Linked DNA regions of Mus musculus: regions 1, 2, 4, 5, 6 and 7 are each linked to region 3. A link is a contact called in public promoter capture Hi-C data. All regions are on one chromosome and are shown on one strand. Each heading gives the region's core, a stretch centred on a gene start, on an enhancer-like site or on the middle of the called end of the contact. The rest is flanking DNA. Distances are from core to core; before and after follow the strand shown. Region 1 holds the start of Faf2 (Fas associated factor family member 2). Region 2 holds the start of Simc1 (SUMO-interacting motifs containing 1). Region 3 holds the start of B230219D22Rik (RIKEN cDNA B230219D22 gene). Region 4 holds the start of Rnf44 (ring finger protein 44). Region 5 holds the start of Thoc3 (THO complex 3). Region 6 holds the start of Smad5 (SMAD family member 5). Region 7 holds the start of Arl10 (ADP-ribosylation factor-like 10).

Region 1 (2,783 bases), core at 169-2,668, 1.1 Mb before region 3:
AGACTTTTTCGAGCTGCCATGTTGGTGCTGGGAACTGAACTTAAGTCCTCTGGAAGAATAGACAATGCTCTTAACTGCTGAGCCATCTCTCCAGTGCTAGAATTTTGTTTTGTTTTTGAGACTGGGTTTCCCCTGTGTAGCCCTGGCTGTTCTGGAACTTGATTTGTAGACCAGGCTGACCTGGAACTCAGGGATCCACCTGCCTCTACCAACTGAGTACTGGGATTAAAGGTATGTGCTGCCATGCCCTGCTATATACAGACTTTTTTTTTTTTTTTTGTCCACTCATCTACTGGTAGACACTTAGGCTGAGTCTATGATTTATTGTGCATATCAGTAAGTATGTGAATTACAGGTATGTCTATAGTAAACTGACTTTGACTCTTGGAAGTGTGCACCAGAACTGGTGTAGCTGGGTTGTATAACAGTTCTAACTAATTGTGAGGGGAGTCTTTATTCTGATTTCTGTAATGGATGAACTAATAATTTAGTTTCCCATCAGCAGAACATCACTTCTCCCTAGTATGGCTGCTATTAAAAAATTGCTCGTGTGGCTCACGTTTTTATTGGACAATATTAGGCTAAGAAGGGCCTAAAGGTTAGGAATAAAATGCACTCGGGGTGTGTGTGTGTGTGTGTGTGTGTGTGTGTGTTGTTCCTTTGATTGTTGTCGTTTTGACACACGGTCTCATTATGTAGTGCAGGTTGCTCTTGAGTTCAAGATCTTCAAGTCTTGGCCACCGCAGTGTGCCCAGGAAAAGGCAAAGGAGGAATGGGCAGGCTTTAAGTCAATCGCGTTCAACCAAAAGTAACAGAGTCTAGGTGGCTTGCTCCAGGATACCCTTCGTATGCAAGGAATCATACACACTTAAAGTCAAGTTTCCTTGACTCAGACCAACTATCTTATCTTTGGTCTGTCAAAGGGATGAAGGGCGAGTGGCCTGGGCATGAGGTTGGACGAGGTACAGAGCTGAGTGTCTGGGAAGCACCATTAACCTGGTTACAGACACTCCTAGCAAGAGACAACAAAGCCTCACCACTGTTTCCCCTAATAAGGCAGACCAACTTTATGAAAGGATTAAGTATCAAACTGGCGCTATTTCGTGAAAGCAATCGTTTCCTGAGAAATCTTCAAGAATATCGTAGATAATTTAAAAAAACGGTTAAGGAGCAGCCAAATTGCGGGACTCTCTCGAGCTCCTGGAGGTACACTGACCCTCTGGGGTCTGTCATCTTTTCATCAATTTTAGATCTTTGGGAGATAGATCGGCAGGGTCCTGAATTGTTCGGCCTAGACACGCGAACGTCGCCCTCTGGTGGCGAGATTCGGAAGGGGGCGGGGAGGGTGCCCGCGAGTTAGCGCGCGCAGACGCAGTTGAGTCCCGGCGGCGGTTCAGGCCGGAAGTGGTTACACCTGAGATCACTTCCGGCGGGTGACGGTGCGGACGGGTCAGGAGCGTAGAGGCGGCGGCAAAATGGCGGCGCCTGAGGAGCAGGATCTAACTCAGGAGCAGACCGAGAAGCTGCTGCAGTTTCAGGTAGCAGCGAGTTCTCGGTGCAGCCCAGGCCGCCGCGGGATGGGGAGTGGGACCCTAGAGGAGCGCAAAACCATCCTCAGGTTGGGGTTGGGACCAGTTTCAAACCCGCAGGCGGCCCCCTCCCCCCCAGACGCCAACTGCCCGGATTTCCCCGGCGCCCAACCTCTGTGGGTCCTCAGCCTTCCAGCCACCTCTGCTAGCCGGGCTCGACCACAGTGGGTCAGCTGCCTTGATTTCCCGTAGCGTCGCTGGTCTGCAATCCTTGCCGGCCTGATTAACCCGCCAGACCCTCTCCGCCCATCGATTGGTGGGGATGTGCTAGAGATAACTCAGATCCCCAATCGCAGAGTTGGCATCAGCTTGCAGGGCTGGACCGCAGACCACCACCATCCCATGTTATTCACCGACGCTTGCTGGGGGTCTCTCGGTGGTCCCTAGGGCTCGTGTTGGGTGGTTGTAGTGGGGAAAAGAAGCGCCCACACACAGACCTGGCACCTGCCCTAGAAATGTGGGAGGACGCCTCTGGAGGAAACAATGTAACATGAAGTATCATCGAAGGCCTCTGACTGGATTTGTTGCCCTTCGGCTTGCTCCTGAACGGCTGACTCTGCTTGAGGAGGGTGGCAACCTGCAGGACCCGCCCCATTAAGTGGATGTTTCTGGTTTTGTTTTGTTTTGTTTTAAAAAAAAAAAGGCTCTAAGCACTTTAATCAGGTGGAGGGTCTGGTGGGAGGATGCCACCCGGGTGGTGGTAACCATGGCATTAGCCGTATCCTTAGTTCTTACATATAACTTCAAAATGTCTATTCCCTTGCGGATGTTTTAGGAGGTAAACTGAGTTTATGGGTGTTACACGGTATTTAGAAGACTTTGGGGCCGGGCAGTGGTGGCGCACGCCTTTAATCCCAGTACTCGGGAGGCAGAGGCAGGGGGATTTCTGAGTTCGAGGCCAGCCTGGTCTACAGAGTGAGTTCCAGGACAGCCAGGGCTACACAGAGAAACCCTGTCTCGAAAAAACAAAAAACAAAAAAAAAAAAAACAAAAAAAAAAAAAGAAGAAGAAGACAACTTTGTAAACTGTAAAATGTGCCTAAACAGTTGTTACTATTAATAATCATTTTCCAGATAAATTGAAGTCAATAGAACTCATTTTCTAATAGGAAATGTGCTAAATATTGATTTTTTTTAGCACTTTTTATGCTAAGCCTTAATGCCAGACACCGCCCACTAAATATTTGTGATGTCG
Region 2 (2,700 bases), core at 142-2,641, 1.2 Mb before region 3:
TCCCCTTTCCCTCTCCCCTCCTCCTTTTCCTCCTCCTTCCTCTCCCTTTCTCTCACCCTGGCTGACCTTGGCCTTTCAAGAGCTAGGATTCAAGGCAAGCACCGTGATGCCTGACTCAGAGCAGTGAACCTTCAAGTGTGTTCACCAGACTCTAAGCAATGTCAATATCACCTAGAAACCTGAGAGAAATACCAATTTGGGGCTCACTCCCAAAACTCAGTTTCTCAGTCAGAAACACTGGTGTGTAGTCCTGCAAACTTTATTATACACTCTCTGGCTGATTCAGAAGTTCACTAAAGATTAGAAAACACTGCATCACACGCTGCTTAGACAGCACACAACAGCTTTGCCTCTAGGAACTCCCCCCTTTTTGTTAAAGACATTTTATTATTCTATTTTTTGAAGTTACTTGAGCATAAGCAGCAGGGTTTTGTCAGTATTGCACATTTTTAAAATAGCCATGGGCCCTATTTTGATTTAATGTCCCTACCCTTCAACAAAACAACCAAAGAATTCACTACTTACCCATATTTCCCTCTGATGGGGATACAATTTTATCCCTATATTTTCTGCTTGCTCACAGCATTGGAGTATACGGGCACTCTGGGACCTCATAGCTCTCTGTATGTGCCTTTTCAGTGGTTTCTGTCAACTAGAAACTCAACAAACTCTTACATCTGACAGTTTAAATTCCTGCGACACGTATTGTTGGTGAAACCGCAAATCGGCACAACTTAAGACAATTTGGTACCATTTGTCAAAATAACAATAAAAACATAGATTTGATCCAATAAACCTGCTTCTGGGAATTTATCCCACGGATTTACCTGCACACACAAGAGTGGGTATCTCTCCCTTATCTCAGCCAGAAGCCCCAGTCAATAAAACCCTAGGTTCAGGTTACCCTTTTCAGCCCCTCAGGGCTTCTTTAACCCGAAGGCGTCACTGCTCCTTCTGCCAGGTGCAGGCTCCACTACCGGGTCAATTAAATGCGCTATCAGAGGCTCCATCAGCTCACTCCAGTCCTCACACCTGCAGCCAGGGGCTCGTCACCAGCACTGCCCACTGTGATCGGTTGAGAGCGGCGGCGGACAACCTCTCAACCTCAGCGTTTTTCAAGCCCGCCGACCATGCGGCCCAGCCCCTCGGTTCTATCCCTCCCTTTCCCTCTCTTCCCTCTCTCTCCTTCTCTGAGGGAAAGGGAGCCTGGCTCCTCCAGGGTTCTGTGACACTGCCCTGACCCGGGCGCGCGGCTGCCCCCGAGATAGGCGGGGCTCCGAGCGGGACCGGTCCTCTGGAGGCGGGGCGCGGTGGGGGCGGGGCAATGGAGGGGGCGGGGCCGGCGGGGTACTAACCCCGGTGTCTGCGACGCCTTCGCTGCAGTCGCTTCAGCAGCTGGAACCGGAGTCGGAGTCGCCGGGGCCGCTCGCCGCTCGCGCGTGGCTCCGCCGGGCCCGTAGCCATGGAGGACTTTATCGTGATCTCCGACGACAGTGGCTCCGAGAGCTCGGCCGGGACCCGCTCGGGCAGGGCGCGGAGGCTGCGCCGGGCCCTGTCTCGGACCCCCGGCGCGCTGCCCCGCCGAACCGTGGTGAGTGAATCCACTGCCGCTCGCCACGCCCGACGGGAGCCGAGCGTCGCCCCCTCGGGGCCTCAGCGTTGCGACCCTGGCTCCCCGCCGCCGTGTCTTCCCGCCTTTGGCGGCCTCGGGCCTCGAGGAGCTCGGTGGCGCCGCTGGCAAGGCAGGCCTCGGGCTGGCCAGCGCTGAGCCCTACAGGGTTGTGCTGCGGAGCCGGCCGAGCACATGGGCGACACACTGAGCACCAGTGCGAGCTGCCAAGCGGTGGCCGGCGGTGGCCTCCGGCCCGAGCTGGCTCCAGAGCTTTGGCAGCGGGAGGAGTGGGGGGTCCTGGCCAGGCCGCAGCCGCCACCCGGACCTCGAGGCGGGCGCGCGGGAGCGCGTAATTGTTTGGCTTATGATGGGCACAGATGTGTGCAAGGAGGTAACAGGAGCCCCGGCTGCGAGCGAGGGAAGCGCCGCCCTTGGCATGGTGGCGGCTGCGCTGCAGGGCCTAGTTCTTGAGCTAGGGCCCCGATTTTTGAGTTGTGGAGAAGGACAGTTAATTTTGCTTTGCAGATGCGAATCACATACAAAGCCAGGGGGCGGGGCACTCCCACCTTTGTTTTTCCTTCGGTTCTTTATCTTTGTCCCTGCTCCTGAAGTGATGGAATAAAAATATCTGTGGTCTCTGGCTTTCTAGAACTCTCCACAGAAATTTAGTGACCTGACCCCTACCATGATCTACATGCTGTGGCTTCAAAAATCAAGGGATCCTTCTCTGTTCTTCCTAATATGTGTCCTAAATCAATGTCAGCTACTCTATAAGCGTGTAAATCACATTTTGAGTGCTCATTCATTCTAAGTTGCCTTTGGGAAGTCTTCCTACACCCAAAGGTAGGTGTCTTAGGATTACTGTTGCTGTGATGAAACACCATGACCCAAAGCAACTTGGAGAGAAATTGGTTTAGTTTACACTTCGCTGTTCATACTAAAGAAGTCAGGACAAGAATTCAAGCAGGGCAGGAATTTGGAAGTAGAGGTTGTGCAGAGGCCGTATGGTGAAGCGATGCTTTCTTTACCGGCTTGCCACCTCTGGCTTGCTTAACCTGCTTTCTCACAGAAACCAGGACCACTAGCCC
Region 3 (2,725 bases), core at 54-2,553:
GCTTATAGTAAGAACTCTGAATCCAGGATAATTCTACAACCAAGCGACTCAGAAGGAAATACCGCCAAATGGAATTAGGCTAGTGGTTCCGCCTTTTAGGATAAAGGATATGGCACATTGTAGAGATGTCAGGGATTAAAAAAAAAAAAAAAACTAAATACTACAGGGCACCCCACATAAAATACCTTAATTATTACACATCTTACATCTGAGAGCCCTAACACCATCACCATCTGAATATTCTCATGTTTGGATATGGGCAGTCCTGCCCTACCCACCCTTAAGAAACTAAAGGGCAGACACTGAGTCTTTTTGTTTGTTTGTTTGTTTGTTTGGGGAGGGTTTCAAGGCAGGCTGTCCTGGAACTCACTCTGTAGACCAGGCTGGCCTCAAACTCAGAAATCCGCCTACTTTTGCCTCCCAAGTGCTGGGATTAAAGGCGTGCGCCACCACTGCCCAGTTTTGAGTTGGTTATTTATTTATTTAGCCATTGTGGGATTTCAGAATCATTTTTATTTGCATTTCCATGATGACTAAGGATTTTCAACATTTCTTTTAGATTTATTTGGGAATACTTCTGCTGCCTGGAGATGAGCTAACTTGAAGCCCAAGGATAGTAAGTACCATGGCTAGAAAATTCTCAAAGACTGAGGTAAGGCTGGGAGCTCCACCTTACCCCTGAGATGCTAGCTGCAGGAAAGAAGCAAGCTTTACTGGTACCTCTGCTGTGAACCCTGACCATGATGAGTCACCCGTGTGCCTACTCATATTGCCGTGCCTAACATTTCTGCTGGTTTATTTTTGTTTGTTCATGCTCTGTAGCCCAGGTTGACTCCAAACTCATTTTATGTATATGAGTACACTGTAGCTCTCAGACACACCAGAAGAGGGCAATCAGATCCCTTTACAGATGGTTGTGAGCCACCATGTGGTTGCTGGGACTTGAACTCAGGACCTCTGGAAGAGCAGTCTGTGCTCCTAACCACTGAGCCATCTCTCCAGCCCCCAGACAATGAATGAGTCTTAAGGGCTGCAGACAGGCATGAGCAAACATCGTTTTCAAACAGCTGTGTAAACGGCTTCTGGACAACTGCAGCGGGCTTCAAACGATGCCTGCGTCACGGAGTGACCCTGCATTCTGGGAAGTCACCGAGCCGACCATCCGCTCGCTCATCTTGGCGGGACTGGAGCTCCGCACAGGGACCGTCCGCTTCGCGCGCGCCTGCGCACTCCGTTCGCGGGCCGCGCGAAGAGTCTCGCGATACTTAGGCGTGCCTGCGCCTGCGCAGGCGGCGCTCACATTCCGGGGCTGTGGCGGCTTCTTCCTCCCGCGTCCGGGGCCCCGCGGTGAGGGCTCCAGGGAGTCGGGCGCTGGCGTGGCCTTCGCCGCCGCCGCCGCCGGCCCTCTGCCGTGACTGGACAGGGCCGCCCGGAGCGGGCGCGGCCGGAGTGAACGGAACGGGCGGGAGCTTTCCTGCCTATGGGCGGCCCCTGGGCGCTCTGAGGGCCGGGCTCCGAGCGGCCGAGGTAGGGCGCGGGGCGGCGGCTGGCGCGGGGCCCGGCGAGCGGGATGCGGGATGCGGCGGCGAGCGCGGGCGCCTCCTTCCTCCGGGGCGGCCTCCTTCCCCGCGGTACTTCCGCCCGGGCGCCCGCCGGCCTCGCGGCAAGCGGAAGTCACGGCGCGGGCCGCGCAGCCAGGGCTGCAGGGTGGGCGCGGGGCCGCAGTCTCGCCCTGGAGCTGCGGTCGTCCCCGCATCCCGAGAGCGCGGCGGGGAACGCCTCGGGGTCCCGTTAGGATGCTGACTTGGGGAAGCGCCGTGGGGCACGGCTAAGGAGCGCAGAGAAGACAAAGGAGACCGTTATTTATGTTGTGTAAACTTCTCGGGAGGCGGGAGCGGAGCAGCATCCTCAGTGGTTGACACGGCCTCCCACACTTGTTTAGAATTATAAAATCATATGTGATTATATACAGTAGTTAGCTAGATAGTAACAAAACACCGAGGGTTGTGGGATATTTGATCCTTGGAGGAGAACGGCGTGTGGGCCTTTGAAGCTTTGCTATATTTACAAAGCTTAAAGGTGCCTTGTGAATTTACTAAAAATAGTTTTTTTGGGAGCAATGTCTGCCACATTCAAGGTAAAAAAAAAAAAAGAAAGAAATGTGATTGTTTCATTGGAAGACGGCAGGATTAAACACCCACAGTAAAACTTAAGGGAAAGCAGGTCGCAGCAGACCTTCAAAACTACTAATTTAGTCACAGTGAAACTCCTCGCTGGCTTCCTTAAACTTACCGGTGCACCATTTTAAAAGATGCTTCTTCGTTTGTTTGATGTGTGCAAGGCATTGGGGTCCACCCCTAGTACCACAAACAAAACAAAACCAACTGTAGCCTTTGCTTTGCAACACGATTTGTTCTGTTAACTCCTAGCTTATGTTCCACCCACGTCTTAAGAGAAATTCCTCCGCCCACTTTTCTCAAATGTAACCTGCATCATTTTAGTGAACTTTGCATGGAAAGAATCCAAGAATAGCTGGGAAAAAAAGCAGTTAAGAGCGTGTACCAGGCTTGAAGAGAAGTAGGGTTTGGCTCCCTGCACTACGGTGCACTGGGAACCAAATGTAACTCCATGTGTTGCACCCCGGGGGGACTCACACTCATTTGTTCTCATGTAGACAAGCATAATTTAAAACATAAGGTAATAGCTGACCAAGCATGTTGGTTAA
Region 4 (2,787 bases), core at 77-2,576, 1.0 Mb before region 3:
GCTGGACCAATCAACACACTCAAGGTCAACCAGCACCACTGCTTTCCCACACCTCTCTTCACTGTACTGCTCTCTATCCATAAAGTTTGTGTAAACTCCCCTAAGTCTATCTCTTGTCCCCATGGGTCCACAACCCCGCCAGCCAAGTACAGAGTCCCAAGCACACATTCTAACCCTTGAGTAGAGTCGAATAGGGTCGGTTTGCAGAAAGATTCACTCCCTCTAGCAGACGAGCAGGCTTAGGTGGGAATACAAGTTCCCCTACCCTACATGCTCGCCGTACCTCCCTCTAAGTAGGAGCTTCCCAACTCCCACAAAGGCCGAGGAGGCGATTTAGGGCGGAACCACCACACCTTGGCCAGCTTAGACTCCCTGGGTGACCTTGGTTAAAGAACCCCTTTAGTTTCGGCTAAGCCTTATTAACAATAGAGACTGAAATCTCCCCAGGGCGCCCCTAAAAAAGCCACAGACAAGAAACTAGGTGTTCACATTATGGGGAAGGAAAACAAAGTCCCAGAGGATAAGGCTCCTCCCCAAAGCAGGCCGTGGGGCTCCAGCAGTTTTCCAAAGCTACCCCTCCTTGGGGATGGGACCGAAGCTCGTACACCTGTCTCAGGAGGGGCCTCCGTTGTTCCCCTTACTCCGTAATGCCGCACTCGGAGGAACACTGAGGGGAAAAGGCAGGCAGCACCGCTGGGGCTAGAGCGCTGTGACTTTAAGAGCCGAGGATCCCGGACCATGTGCTCGGCGTGAGACAAAAGCAACAACAAAGGAAGTGGCGGCTGCAGGGGGAGGGGTTGGCTCCTTCCCCTCCACCGCAGCGCTCTGCAAGGCAGAAGAGCGGCCCGGACTAGGTAGCCGCAGGCAGCACCTGGCCCGGGGGCCCCGCCGCCGTCTCCCACCACTCCCTCAGCCCGGGATCGACGCCTACGAGGCCGGCAAACAACGCGTCCCCGAGGGAGCCGTAGTTCCGGGGTGCGGGTCCGAAGTTAAGAGGCCCGGCCCGACTCACCGGCAGCCGTCCGACCACACGCGGGCTCCTTTGTTCGCGATGCGGGGTGCGGACGGTGAAGCGCCCGCTCCTTCGCGAGCCTGCTCTGTCTTCCGCCTCCCCAGCCCGGGCCCGAGAGAAGGGCGGCGCAGGACGCAGCTGTGCTCTCCGGCGGGCTGGCCCTTTAAGAACTGTCCGCGGCGGCCGGATGGAACCAGCCCCACGTTTTGATTCACAACATTCGGATCGGCGGGGGCGCGCAGCGCGGGAGGCGGCTCGCGGGGGCGCGCCAGGACGCGCAAGCAAACAGTAGCGGCAAGAGCGGACACCCGCCCCGCCCCGCAGGCCCCGCCCCGCAGGCCCCGCCCCGCGCCGCGCGTCGGCCAATCGCGTCCTGCGGGCGGCACGTGACTAGCGGGTCGCCATCTTGAAAGGCTGGCTAAAAAAGCCTCTTCGCCCCCACCTCATACTTCAAAGCCCACAAGGCCGAGTCGCAGGTGATGAGCGGTGCGAGCCCAGGTACGGGGACCGTGGCACGCACTAACAGGTCAAGGTTACCTTCTTAGGGCCGCGGCCTCTGTGGGGCACGCAGCCTCTCACGCAGCCGAGGTGAGAGGACCGCTCTTAGCTCGGCAAGCACACTTCCCGGAGATGACGTCACCACAAGCCCGGCAGGCCTGCGATGACCTCATAGCTCACCTCGCCTCTCTACTCGCTCGCTTTCTGTTCCGTTAGACGGCGCCTTTAAACAGCTGGGACAACCCAGGGCTGAAGAGACCAATGACTGAGGAGCCATGCAAATGATTTAACGTCTCCTGGGTAGGGGGATTGGTCTTGCGCGTGCTGACGTCACAGAAACATCTCGGCACCCCGCCCCTAGCGCGGCCCGGGAAAAGGGGTGGAGAGGCTCTAGTTCAGCTGAAGTGGGAAGAGTTGGGATCTCCTGAACCAGGCCCAGGGAGGTTTCTGCAGTTTAGTTCTCTAAGCTTCTCAACGACTGAGAGCCTAGGGATCAGGACAAGCAAGCCACTGTACCGGAAAGAAGAGTCACTCCTCCAGGACCGGCGGATCAATAGTTCGAGAACAGCCTGGTCTACATAGCTACAGAGACCTTGTCTTCAAAATACAAGCAACAAAAATATCACACACCCAGATAGTAACACAGCTGAGGCGAGAGAGGGGGCAGACGTCGGTGTCCCCTTAGGATGCCCCCCCCCCCCCCGGCCAGGCAAACATACAAAGTGGGGTATGGTGTGTCTGCATCGATTATATAAGCAGAACATCACCATTACCTAAAGCACTCATGTCTACTAGGCCGGTCTGTAGTAACTGGACTACTACAGAGTCCACCAACCCAGAACAGGATGTCAGTAGAAAATGGCAACATTTGTTAAACCTCTGTGGCTACAGATGGGTGACACTCTGTACTTTGTGGATGCATCCCATAATCCCAAATATTTAAAAAACAAACCAATTTACTAACAAGGTGTAACAATATTATCAATTTCAACTGAATATTGTATCAGCATACAGTGGGAAGTGATTTGGGAAAAGACACAGGAATTCTCATTAGGGTGCACCTGTTCAGGAGGGCAGATTTGTTTTTTGAGACAGGGTTTCTCTGTATAGCCCTGGCTGGCCTCAGAAATCCACCTGCCTCTGCCTCCCAAGTGCTGGGATTATGCCACCACTGCCCAGCAAGGAGGGCAGATTTTTAAATTTTTCTTTGTATTACTATTGTTTTTGTGTGCTTATAAACATAATCTCCTCTATCTCAGGCAGCCTCAACTCTTGAT
Region 5 (2,996 bases), core at 127-2,626, 1.2 Mb before region 3:
TCCTCCAACAAGGCCACACCTAATAGTGCCATGCCCTGGGCCAAGCCTACTCAAACTACCACACTGCTTCTTTGAACACAGCCTTTAAACAAAACGCACAACTTTCCAGATCGCCCATGGTTTCTCAGCCATTGTAACCTGCCTGAATCTCCCAAACTCTCCACGCCTCTGCACATACTACTCTTGTATAGTTTCCACTGCTCTCCTATACATCTACAGCCTGCCAGAAAAGTGCTCTGTTCTGTTCCTGTCTTCTCCAGACAGACACATACAACCCATCCTGATAACCTGCACTTGCTACAAAGATGCTTGCTGCAGATCACACTAGCTTTTCCTCCAGAACCCCCTCTCTCTGAACTCACCTTTCGTATTCACAGTGGCGATGCATTTTGTAGTCCTCACATCCCAGATGCGAATGGTTTTATCTCCAGATGCGGTGACAAAGAGGTCAGGGTTGCTTGGGTGCCAACAAAGCTGGTCCACACTATCTCCGTGGCCCCGGTAGTTGTTTTCTTTGACCTTAAAAGAACAGAATCCAGATGCCACTTTTATCCAAACAGTGGTGCCTTGAAACCAGCAAAGATCTGGATAATTCAAAACAGAAATCTAATTCTTTTTCCAAAACTACAACACCCCCTCCCCCCCCCCCCCATGAACCTCTCTGAGCTTTGACATTGGCCCTTCCTGGCCTCCCTTCTTTCTTTTTCCACCACCACCTCAACCAACCTGTCCTGCGCTATCATTTTCAAATAAAGCCTTCCTCTCCACCCTAGGGGCTCTACCACCCCATTAGTCCCTAGCCACTCGTCACCAGGGCTCTTCTAGACCCTCACCACTTTCTGCCACCTGACTTCAACCTCCCCCGGCCCGCAGCCACGTCGCCACACCTCTTTACTGCCACTAAGTTCGCTCTCTGCTCTCCGCCAGGCAGCCTCACCCCCTTCGTCATTCCAACTCTTCCAGCCCCAAACCCCTTCCTCATCACCGCCAACGACAGGCCATACCCCTACCTCTCCTGCTTTTTCTCCCTCCGCACACAGCCCTCTTCTCCGCCAAGCCCGTGCCCTACAAGCTCACCAGCCGGTCCTTCTCCAGCAAGAACACGCTGGCAGTCTTGTCGAAGGACCCCGAGGCCAAGCGACGGCCATCGCAGCTCCAGGCGACCGAGTGCACCTTAGCACTGTGCGCCGGGAATTCGCGCGTCTTGCTGTGGCCTCGGAAGAGCTCCTGCATCCCGAGCACGTAACGAGACGGGCCACTGCTCACTGAGCACCAGGGCGCCATCGAGCCGGGGCCGCTCTGGCCGAGGGCCGAGGGGCCCAGGACCGCAGCGGGCGCCGCCATGCCTCCCTCCTCACGGACCGCGCGCCGGAAGCTGGATACTCTGAGTCTGGCGCCGTCGCCCTGCACATGCGCCGAAAAAGCGCCGCGTCGCTCCGCGCTGGCGCCTCTCACTCGCGGAACTACAAATCCCGCCATGCAGCGCGCGTCCACCTTTCCCTTTTGAAATAGGACTGATTCTTCCTTAAATTCGCTTTTTTTTGTTTGGTTTGTTTTGTTTTGTTTTGTTTTCGAGACAGGGTTTCTTTGTTTGTTTCCTGGCTGTCCTGGAACTCACTCTAGACCAGGCTGGCCTCTAACTCAGAAAACTGCCTGTCTCTGCCTCCCAAGTGCTGGGATTAAAGGCGTGTGCCACCACTGCCCGACTTGCTTCCCTCCCCCTCCCCACCCCCCACCAAGAGTTCAACTTTTTTTTTAAATGGTCTTCTTACCAGTTTCTTGGTAGCCTTGCTTATTCAAAAAAGAGAGTCAAGATAAATCCTCCAGTTTACCTGCATGTAAAATATCTTTTTTCTAGAGTTGTTTTTCACTGTAAGGTCCTCATCGTGCCCTTAAAGCAAAAGGCCATTGCAAGTTGTCGCTCCTGGAGAAAGGTTAGATGTTTGTGGAATGAAGGAATTGATAAGAAATGTGGGTTTGAGCCGGGCGTGGTGGCGCACGCCTTTAATCCCACCACTCGGGAGGCAGAGGCAGGCGGATTTCTGAGTTCGAGGCCAGCCTGGTCTACAACGTGAGCTCCAGGACAGCCAGGGCTATACAGAGAAACCCTGTCTCGAAAAACCAAAAAAAAAAAAAAAAAAAAAAAAAAAAGAAAAAAAAAAGAAAAAAGAAATGTGGGTTTGTCGGTTGGACTTGGGAAAAGTTGTTCGGTTAATTTGAGATTTGGTTTGTTCGGGGGTTTTGTTTTTGTTTTTAGTTTTTGAAGACAGGGCTTCTCAGTGTATCCCTGACTGCCCTGGAACTCACTCTACAGACCAGGCTGGCCTCGAACACACAGACATCCGCCTGCCTCTGCCTCCCAAGACGTTTTTCTGTCTTTTGATCTTGGTTGTTAAAGGATATTGTATATACATGATAGTAAACTAAAAGAAAATAGCGGAAAGTACAATGACCATTTTGTGTGCCATGCTCACATCTCTGATCCTCCCACTTATGTCTCTGTTAAACCAAAAGATACCCGGGTGGAAAAAAACAATGGTGCACAGCCAGGATTCGCCAAGCACTGGAGAAGAACTGTGCAGGGATAGGGGACACCAGAGGAATATATCCAACAAATATTCGTGTGAAAATGTCCTTATGAAGCCAGCTGTGGTGTCGCAGGCTTATAACCCCATCACTGGGGAGACAGGGACAGGCAGATCCCTAGGACTCACTGGCTAGCTGTCTAACTTCCTTGGCAAGTCCCGGGCTAATGAGTGACCCTTTCTCAAAACAGAACAAGGGATGGTGCCTCAGAACCACCTCCGTGTTGTCCTCTGGCCCCCACATACACACGTGTACTCACACATGCATATCCATGAAATCATTTTAAATGGGTCTATCCCTGAATACCGTGTTCTGTACTCTGTCTGGGACTGGAATTCCTGTGTATTTTCCCTACATATTCTCTTCTGTTACTTTCAGTAATAGCTATCTCCCTACCTGAATATAATTTC
Region 6 (3,068 bases), core at 558-3,057, 1.0 Mb after region 3:
TAGGTTACTTCTCAATTCTCTGGAAGAGTCCTACTGGCTGCTAAAGCCCCCATGCTTCCTTTCTGTGTTATTATCTCTTGTAACTGAGGGCCTGGCCTGAATGTACAAAGCCACCCGAGAGCCTGGAGTCTCAAGTTAATTTGCCCAGTGTGCAGATACACAGTTGAGGAAGTGAAATACTTGCTTTTAGGATTATACCCACGGTTCGGGACAGGACCCCAGTACTCACGAAGTGTTCTTACAAATATGCACACAATTTGTGAAATGATTTTTAATAGTTTCTTGAAGTGAGGAACGGCGCTGATACACACAATATTAAGCAAAGTCGGCTGCAAACATCAGTTCCGAAAAAAGGGCATTCTTTCAGTAGGGTTATAGGTACGTCTGGGAGTTGTAAATCCATGCCAGGCTCCAGAAGCCATGCCTTCCAAGGGCCGGTAACAGCAAAGACTTAACAGCCAGGAATCAGTAAGCCAGGCAGTGTTGGCGCATACAGAGTCCTCCTGCGCAGAGTTTATGATGTAGTAAAGAAGTTTAAGATGGAGACCTGAGATTGCACACTGATGGCCTGTAGGCTATATTGGGACCATGGGCTTGTTTTGTTTGGCTTGTACCAGGGTGAGTCTTCTCAATGTCTAAAAAAGAGAAGGGGAGGGCAGGTCAGGGAGCCCAGGAAAGAGACAAAGAGGCAGCTGATCAGATAAATGTGTGATTTCCTTTTAGTATAGAAAAAGATGCATTTCCAACTTTCTTCGAAAAGCCAGAAGATCTGCCAATAATGGGCGGACACTGCCACATTTCTTCCTGCGGATGGTTGGCTGCAGTCACAGCTGCTGCCTTCCCTTGGTGCTCTCTCTCTAGTTCCCCAGCTCTGGCCGGATTCTCACCTATCACCCTTTGACATGGCTGCTTCCATAAACGCCTCCTCACGGCATTTATTTAATCTCTTCCAAATAGAAACAAGCCGTTGGAGTCTGGAGAAACATGGAAACCGCCGCATTTGTGTGTCAAGTGAGGTGACCCTGGTTCAGGCGGAGGAGGTGGTAATAAAAGTGAGGAGAAACTGTCAGAATTAGGGATCTACAGAATTGATATTGGAGGATGGGATTGACTGGGAAAGGTTAAAAATAGTTCCAATTTACTCAAAAAGAAAACCGGTGTGTGTGTGTGGGGGGGGGGGGGATCAGTTTTAAAGACCTTTAAAAATAAACACGAAACTATTTTAAAAAGCTTTCCCTTGCTGTCCAAGCTGACCGTTTGGAGGGGAAGAGAAGCCAGACAGCCGGATTAGTACAGAGCTACCCTGTAAGACAGCTCGAGCACCTCTAAGCCTCCACTTGCTGAAGCCTGAGAGCTCAAGGCGCTCCCGGCTTCCAGATGTGGGGCGGTGTCCCGTGAACAGCTGGGACTGTGTCCTGAGAAATGGCCACTCGTCCTCAGCTCCGGGTTCAGCACTATCTCCACCTGCAGAGGATTTTCCCCCTTTGGGAGCAATATTAAGGCTACATCTAGTAAGCTGTGTGGTATCTGATGCTCAGCCAGAGGTCTCTGTCTCTTAGGGTTTCTATTACAAATCAATGAAAACGGCGAAGTTGTAGCTGAAGATACTTTTTAACGCTTTAGATTGGCTAGAAAGGTCTCCAGCTCTCCAGAGCGAGGACGACCGTTTCGCTATAAGGCGGGTGAGCTTGGCTAACCCAAGTGCCACTTCCAGGCTCGCTGCGGACAGCAGAAGCCAGGCCTCGGCCACTCCCGACGCGCATGCGCCGGCCGCCGCGGCCCTCCGCCGCCGCCCCCCCTCCCCCTCATCATCCGGGTCCCCGGCGAGCGGGCGCCGAGCGCTTGTCCCGGGGCCGAGCTGCTAATAAAGTTGCGGCGCGTGCACAGCGCGGCGACGGCGTGAGGAGAGCGCGCCTGGGCGGCGGGGAGGTGAGTGAGGGGCCCCAGGGCGGGCGCTCGGGGCCCGGCGGAGGGACAAGCGCCGGCGGCAGCGGCCCGCGTGAGGCTGGAGGCCTAGAGGCTCCCCACGCGGGACCTGACGGCACGGGACGGGGCTCCGCGCAGCGCGGGAGGCCCCGGTGCTAAGGAGGCCCCGCGCGGCCGACGAGGCCGGCGCGGACGAGGCCGCTGCCACCTCGGCGCGCCACCGACGCCCGGGCCCGCGCGCGGAGCCGCGCAGGCGGCCTAGGCCGAGCGCGCGCCCCGCCGCTTTGTGTCTGGGAGATAAGGATCCGCGCTTATCGGTGGGAATTACACTCCGGCCAGCCGGCTGGCGGCGACCCGCCCCTGCGCCCGCCCGCCCGCCCGCCCGCCCGCTCGCCCGCCCGTCACTCTCCGGACGTCGCAGAGGCTCCCTCGCTGCGCTAAACTTTGTGTGAGGAAGCGAAGCAGCTTTTGTCTCTGCCCCGGTCCCGGTGGTTCCCTTGGGCATGCGTGCCCAAGTTCAGACTCCATCCCCTCCCCCTGCCCTTTCTCCTCTGCGCTTCTGGCTGCGCCGAGCCGGGAACCCTAAGCTCTGGGAACTTCCCCGGTGGCGGCCGTCTTAGGGTCAGAGCATGCTCAGTGGCCCGGACTTTTCGGTTGCAGAAGGAGCTGGCGGGGATGGTCGAGGTATTTGGAGGTGTGCCAGCGATCCGAAGCGTGTCTCTGTGTGTGTGTGTGTGTGTGTGTGTGTGTGTGTCCGGTTTGTGATGGCCCCGGCGAAAGGAGTCCCGGCCAACCTGGAAGGCAGGAACGGCCGAACACTGTAGGCTAGATCTTTATCTTGATCGTAAAAGACAGTGTTTCCTGAGCAGCTGGAGGGGGGTGGGGGGTGGGTATTTCTGGCTGCTGCTGCGTTTAGATGGGTGTGGTGCTAAGTATATCTTGTTTATCTTTCTGTGGAAAAAGTTTTGAAGTCTGGTGGAGTTGATCACATCATGCCTGTTGCCTAGCACTATCAAGTGTATGCCTACCTAGCAACGGACACTGGGCGATCAATGGAATTTGTTGGTTGCTTTGACAGAGGCTAAGCGAAAGGGTACATGTGATTTCTTTTCTTTCTGACAGGGTTTTGCTAGGCAGACCTT
Region 7 (2,999 bases), core at 340-2,839, 1.1 Mb before region 3:
GGGAAAGGGAAGGGAAGAAGAAAGGGAAGGTGAAGGGAAGGGGAAAGGGAAGGGATTGGGAAAGGGAAGGGAAAGGGAAGGGAAAGGGAAGGGGAAGGGAAGGGAAGGGGAAGGGGAAGGGGAAAAGGGAAGGGAAAGGGAAGGGAGATCTCTCTCCTGCTCTGCAAATAGTAATTTCTGAATCAATGGTTCTCAACCCACAATCACAAGCTTTTACATTGCAATTCACAACGGTAGCAAAATTAGAGTTACCAAGTAGCAAGCAAAGAAAATCTTATGGTTGGGGTCACCACAACATGAGGAACTATATTAAAGAGTCACCATGAGGTTGAGTGCCACTGAGAGTAAAACCTTTCAGAGTGCTCTATTCTGCTACCTCCAGACTTCTATCAAATAAGCAAAATGAACCTCCCCCAAAGAGGTGTTGCTATTGAGATTTTTTTTTTATAGAGGTATTTTGCCTGCTTGTATATCTGGGCACTGTGGGCATGAGTGTGCATGGTGTTTGCAGAAGCCAGATAAGATCTGCAGTTACAGAAGGTTGGGAGCAGCTGTGTGAGTTCTCGGAGTAGAACTCATCAGGTCCTCTGAAAGAGCAACCAGTGCTCTGAACCAGTGTCATCTCTACAACTCCGATAGAGGTATTTTTTAAAACTAAGAAACAAAGCCGGGCGTGGTGGCACACGTCTTTAATCCCCAGCACTTGGGAGGCAGAGGCAGGCGAATTTCTGAGTTCAAGGCCAGCCTGGTCTACAGAGTGAGTTCCAGGACAGCCAGGGCTACACAAAGAAACCCTGTCTCGAAAAACCAAAAACCAAACCAAAACAAAAAACCCTAAGAAACAAGAAGTCAAGACAGAAGGGGAAGCAGCATAGATATGTAGCCAAAAGTAAGGGGGCCCAAAAAGAACAGAGGTTAGGGCACAGAGAAACTGGCTAAGGAGTGTGTAGTGTGCGTGCTACTTTAAAGAGGCAGGCATAGCTGGACACTGGGACACTCTCTCCCATTATCCCGCAGACGCAGTGAAGGCCAAAGGACTGCTGTAGCTTGGGGCACCATTTTTTTTCCTGTTTCTCTTCTCTCTGATGCAGTACTTGGAAGCCCTGCAGTCTCTGGGAGTGGCTGACAATGTGATTGCTCTGAACTTTCCTTGCCAGACAGACATTCTTCATTGCTGTGCACAGTAAGCCACCAAAGGTTTGGAGAAACTTCTTCCTTCTGCCATCCCACTGGCGTATGATCCCATATAATTAGTTTCGAGATTTCTCTTTTTTGTGGTCCTGAGAAATACCCAGGTGACATAGATTGGGTTTAAATGCCAAACTAGACTATGGTGCGACCTTGAGCAACTTAATACCTGCTAAGTCTCAGTGTTTCCTTCTCTGAAGGGACTCAACAGGTCCGCACAGCCTCACTTCTACCACACTGGTCAGGGAGTGGAAGATCCATCCTGGACCGAACCCCTACTCGGAAAGCCCATCCCACCCTAGTGCCCCTTCCCCACCGCAATACAAGCGCAGCCTTCGCTGGCAGCGAGCAGTGCATTGTGGGGCTTGTAGTGTGGCGGGGTCCGGCGGGTGGGCGCGGCCACAGCTCCATCTTCCACCGCAGGCTGGTCGGTCTTGCTCCCAGGCCAAATGGCGCCGCGGCCGCTGGGCCCCTTGGTGCTGGCTCTGGGTGGCGCCGCAGCCGTGCTGGGCTCTGTGCTCTTTATCCTCTGGAAAGCTTACTTCGGCCGCGGCCGGGAGCGGCGCTGGGACCGGGGCGAGGCCTGGTGGGGCGCGGACACTGCCCGCCTCCCTCAGTGGGACGAGTGGGAGGTGAGTGCGAGCCGCCGAGGTCAGGGAGGCCTACGCATGCTGTGAGCGCGGAGTGCAAGCGCGAGGGCCCGGGCAGGGCATCGGGCTCGGTAGCCCCGTGGGCGCGGTAGGAGCCAGCCAGGCGACAGTGCAGTAAGCGCAGTGGCGCCGCCCCGGGGATCCCTGGTAGAGCCCTCATTCCCGGTGCCGGATAATCGTGAGATCTTGGGATTGTCTTGGGTTTACTGTTCGTGGAAGCCAAGGATTTATGATGAGAAAGATTGTGCGCGAAATCATGAGGAGTCAAAAAGAAAAGTGAGACTTTTAGTTTAGGACTCAAAAAGCAGCTCCTGCCCTGCAATGTCAGACCACAGGTGCCTGCCCCGGGACGCGTGGATGGCGTGCAGGGGCACCGTGGTGCACTTCGTTGTCCCTAGGGAAGGGAGGGTCAAGAAGGAGGTTGGGGATTGCAGCCTTCGTCTCTGTCCCACAGCCCGAGGACGAGGAAGATGAGCCGGCCTTGGAAGAGCTGGAGCAGCGGGAAGTGTTGGTGCTGGGCTTGGATGGCTCAGGGAAAAGCACGTTCTTGCGCATGCTGGCCGGGAAGCCACCGGTGGAAGGCCACGTCCCTACCTGGGGCTTCAACTCTGTTCGGCTGCCTACCAAGAATTTCGAGGTGGACCTGTTAGAGAGTGAGCAAGAGACACACTCCCCCTTCTCCCTGTCCTCACTGATGCCCCAGGGCCTAGATTATTTGGAGATTATCATACAATGCATTTCTAATCAGGACATTTCCCCTTTATGAAACCCTTCCTGCTTCTCTTCAGGGCACAAGATACAGAACATTCTAACACTTAGGATTTTTCCTTATCCTGTGTATCCAAATGGTCCACCTACCTTTCACCACACATGCCTTACACTGGCAGACTAACAGCTAAGGGTTCATATGCCAGGTATTTGACAAACACTGCTTATAAAATACCCCACACAACTCCACAAAACTGCCATCAGTTAACCTGCCTGTTAGATACATGTACAAACAGGTTTCTGACAAGCTAGATCACGAAAGGTTTCCCCCAGTGTTCCAGTGTTCTGGCTGCCTGAAGAGGGCATCGGATCCCCCTATAGATGGTTGTGAGCCACCATGTGGTTGCTGGGGTTTGAACTCAGGACCTCTGGAAGAGCAGCCAGTGCCCGTAA

What was found. Promoter capture Hi-C pulls out the DNA fragments that hold promoters and counts their contacts. Capture Hi-C pulls out chosen DNA fragments and counts their contacts.
Region 1: a promoter capture Hi-C map of adipose tissue shows a contact between it and region 3, with 2.2 times the contacts expected there. The contact joins the promoter of Faf2 here to the promoter of B230219D22Rik in region 3. A contact is called at or near these places in 3 of 39 promoter capture datasets (hippocampal neurons, liver and neutrophils), 1 of 115 datasets of contacts at active chromatin or transcription factors (extraembryonic endoderm stem cells) and 1 of 9 other capture datasets (adipose tissue).
Region 2: a promoter capture Hi-C map of pre-B cells shows a contact between it and region 3, with 2.4 times the contacts expected there. The contact joins the promoter of Simc1 here to the promoter of B230219D22Rik in region 3.
Region 4: a promoter capture Hi-C map of liver shows a contact between it and region 3, with 3 times the contacts expected there. The contact joins the promoter of Rnf44 here to the promoter of B230219D22Rik in region 3. A contact is called at or near these places in 6 of 39 promoter capture datasets (the C10 cell line, cranial neural crest, liver and 3 more), 2 of 484 Hi-C or Micro-C datasets (B cells and CD8 T cells), 5 of 115 datasets of contacts at active chromatin or transcription factors (bone marrow-derived dendritic cells, embryonic stem cells, pancreatic cancer cells and 2 more) and 2 of 9 other capture datasets (adipose tissue and liver).
Region 5: a contact with region 3 is called in a promoter capture Hi-C map of liver, with 2.2 times the contacts expected there. The contact joins the promoter of Thoc3 here to the promoter of B230219D22Rik in region 3. A contact is called at or near these places in 1 of 39 promoter capture datasets (liver) and 1 of 484 Hi-C or Micro-C datasets (B cells).
Region 6: a contact with region 3 is called in a promoter capture Hi-C map of liver, with 2.6 times the contacts expected there. The contact joins the promoter of Smad5 here to the promoter of B230219D22Rik in region 3. A contact is called at or near these places in 3 of 39 promoter capture datasets (the 3T3-L1 cell line, liver and pre-B cells) and 1 of 115 datasets of contacts at active chromatin or transcription factors (pancreatic cancer cells).
Region 7: a promoter capture Hi-C map of liver shows a contact between it and region 3, with 2.2 times the contacts expected there. The contact joins the promoter of Arl10 here to the promoter of B230219D22Rik in region 3. A contact is called at or near these places in 5 of 39 promoter capture datasets (the C10 cell line, hematopoietic stem and progenitor cells, liver and 1 more), 1 of 115 datasets of contacts at active chromatin or transcription factors (fibro-adipogenic progenitors) and 2 of 9 other capture datasets (liver and macrophages).

What each region holds. Positions count from the first base shown.
Region 1 is chr13:54,620,366-54,623,148 of GRCm38.p6, forward strand. It overlaps Faf2 (Fas associated factor family member 2), which reads left to right and starts at 1,419. Exons shown (of 11, transcript NM_178397.3): 1 at 1,419-1,538. The coding sequence starts at 1,476.
Region 2 is chr13:54,502,414-54,505,113 of GRCm38.p6, forward strand. Simc1 (SUMO-interacting motifs containing 1) reads left to right here and starts at 1,392. Exons shown (of 10, transcript NM_176987.4): 1 at 1,392-1,591. The coding sequence starts at 1,463. LOC115486438 (a long non-coding RNA gene) reads right to left here and starts at 1,901. Exons shown (of 3, transcript NR_168901.1): 1 at 1,356-1,901.
Region 3 is chr13:55,691,821-55,694,545 of GRCm38.p6, forward strand. B230219D22Rik (RIKEN cDNA B230219D22 gene) reads left to right here and starts at 1,304. Exons shown (of 2, transcript NM_181278.2): 1 at 1,304-1,527.
Region 4 is chr13:54,686,482-54,689,268 of GRCm38.p6, forward strand. Rnf44 (ring finger protein 44) reads right to left here and starts at 1,327. Exons shown (of 11, transcript NM_001146026.1): 1 at 1,013-1,327.
Region 5 is chr13:54,467,464-54,470,459 of GRCm38.p6, forward strand. Thoc3 (THO complex 3) reads right to left here and starts at 1,377. Exons shown (of 6, transcript NM_028597.3): 1 at 1,078-1,377; 2 at 363-519. The coding sequence starts at 1,344.
Region 6 is chr13:56,701,203-56,704,270 of GRCm38.p6, forward strand. Smad5 (SMAD family member 5) reads left to right here and starts at 1,808. Exons shown (of 7, transcript NM_008541.3): 1 at 1,808-1,929.
Region 7 is chr13:54,573,458-54,576,456 of GRCm38.p6, forward strand. It overlaps Arl10 (ADP-ribosylation factor-like 10), which reads left to right and starts at 1,590. Exons shown (of 4, transcript NM_019968.3): 1 at 1,590-1,820; 2 at 2,293-2,491. The coding sequence starts at 1,638.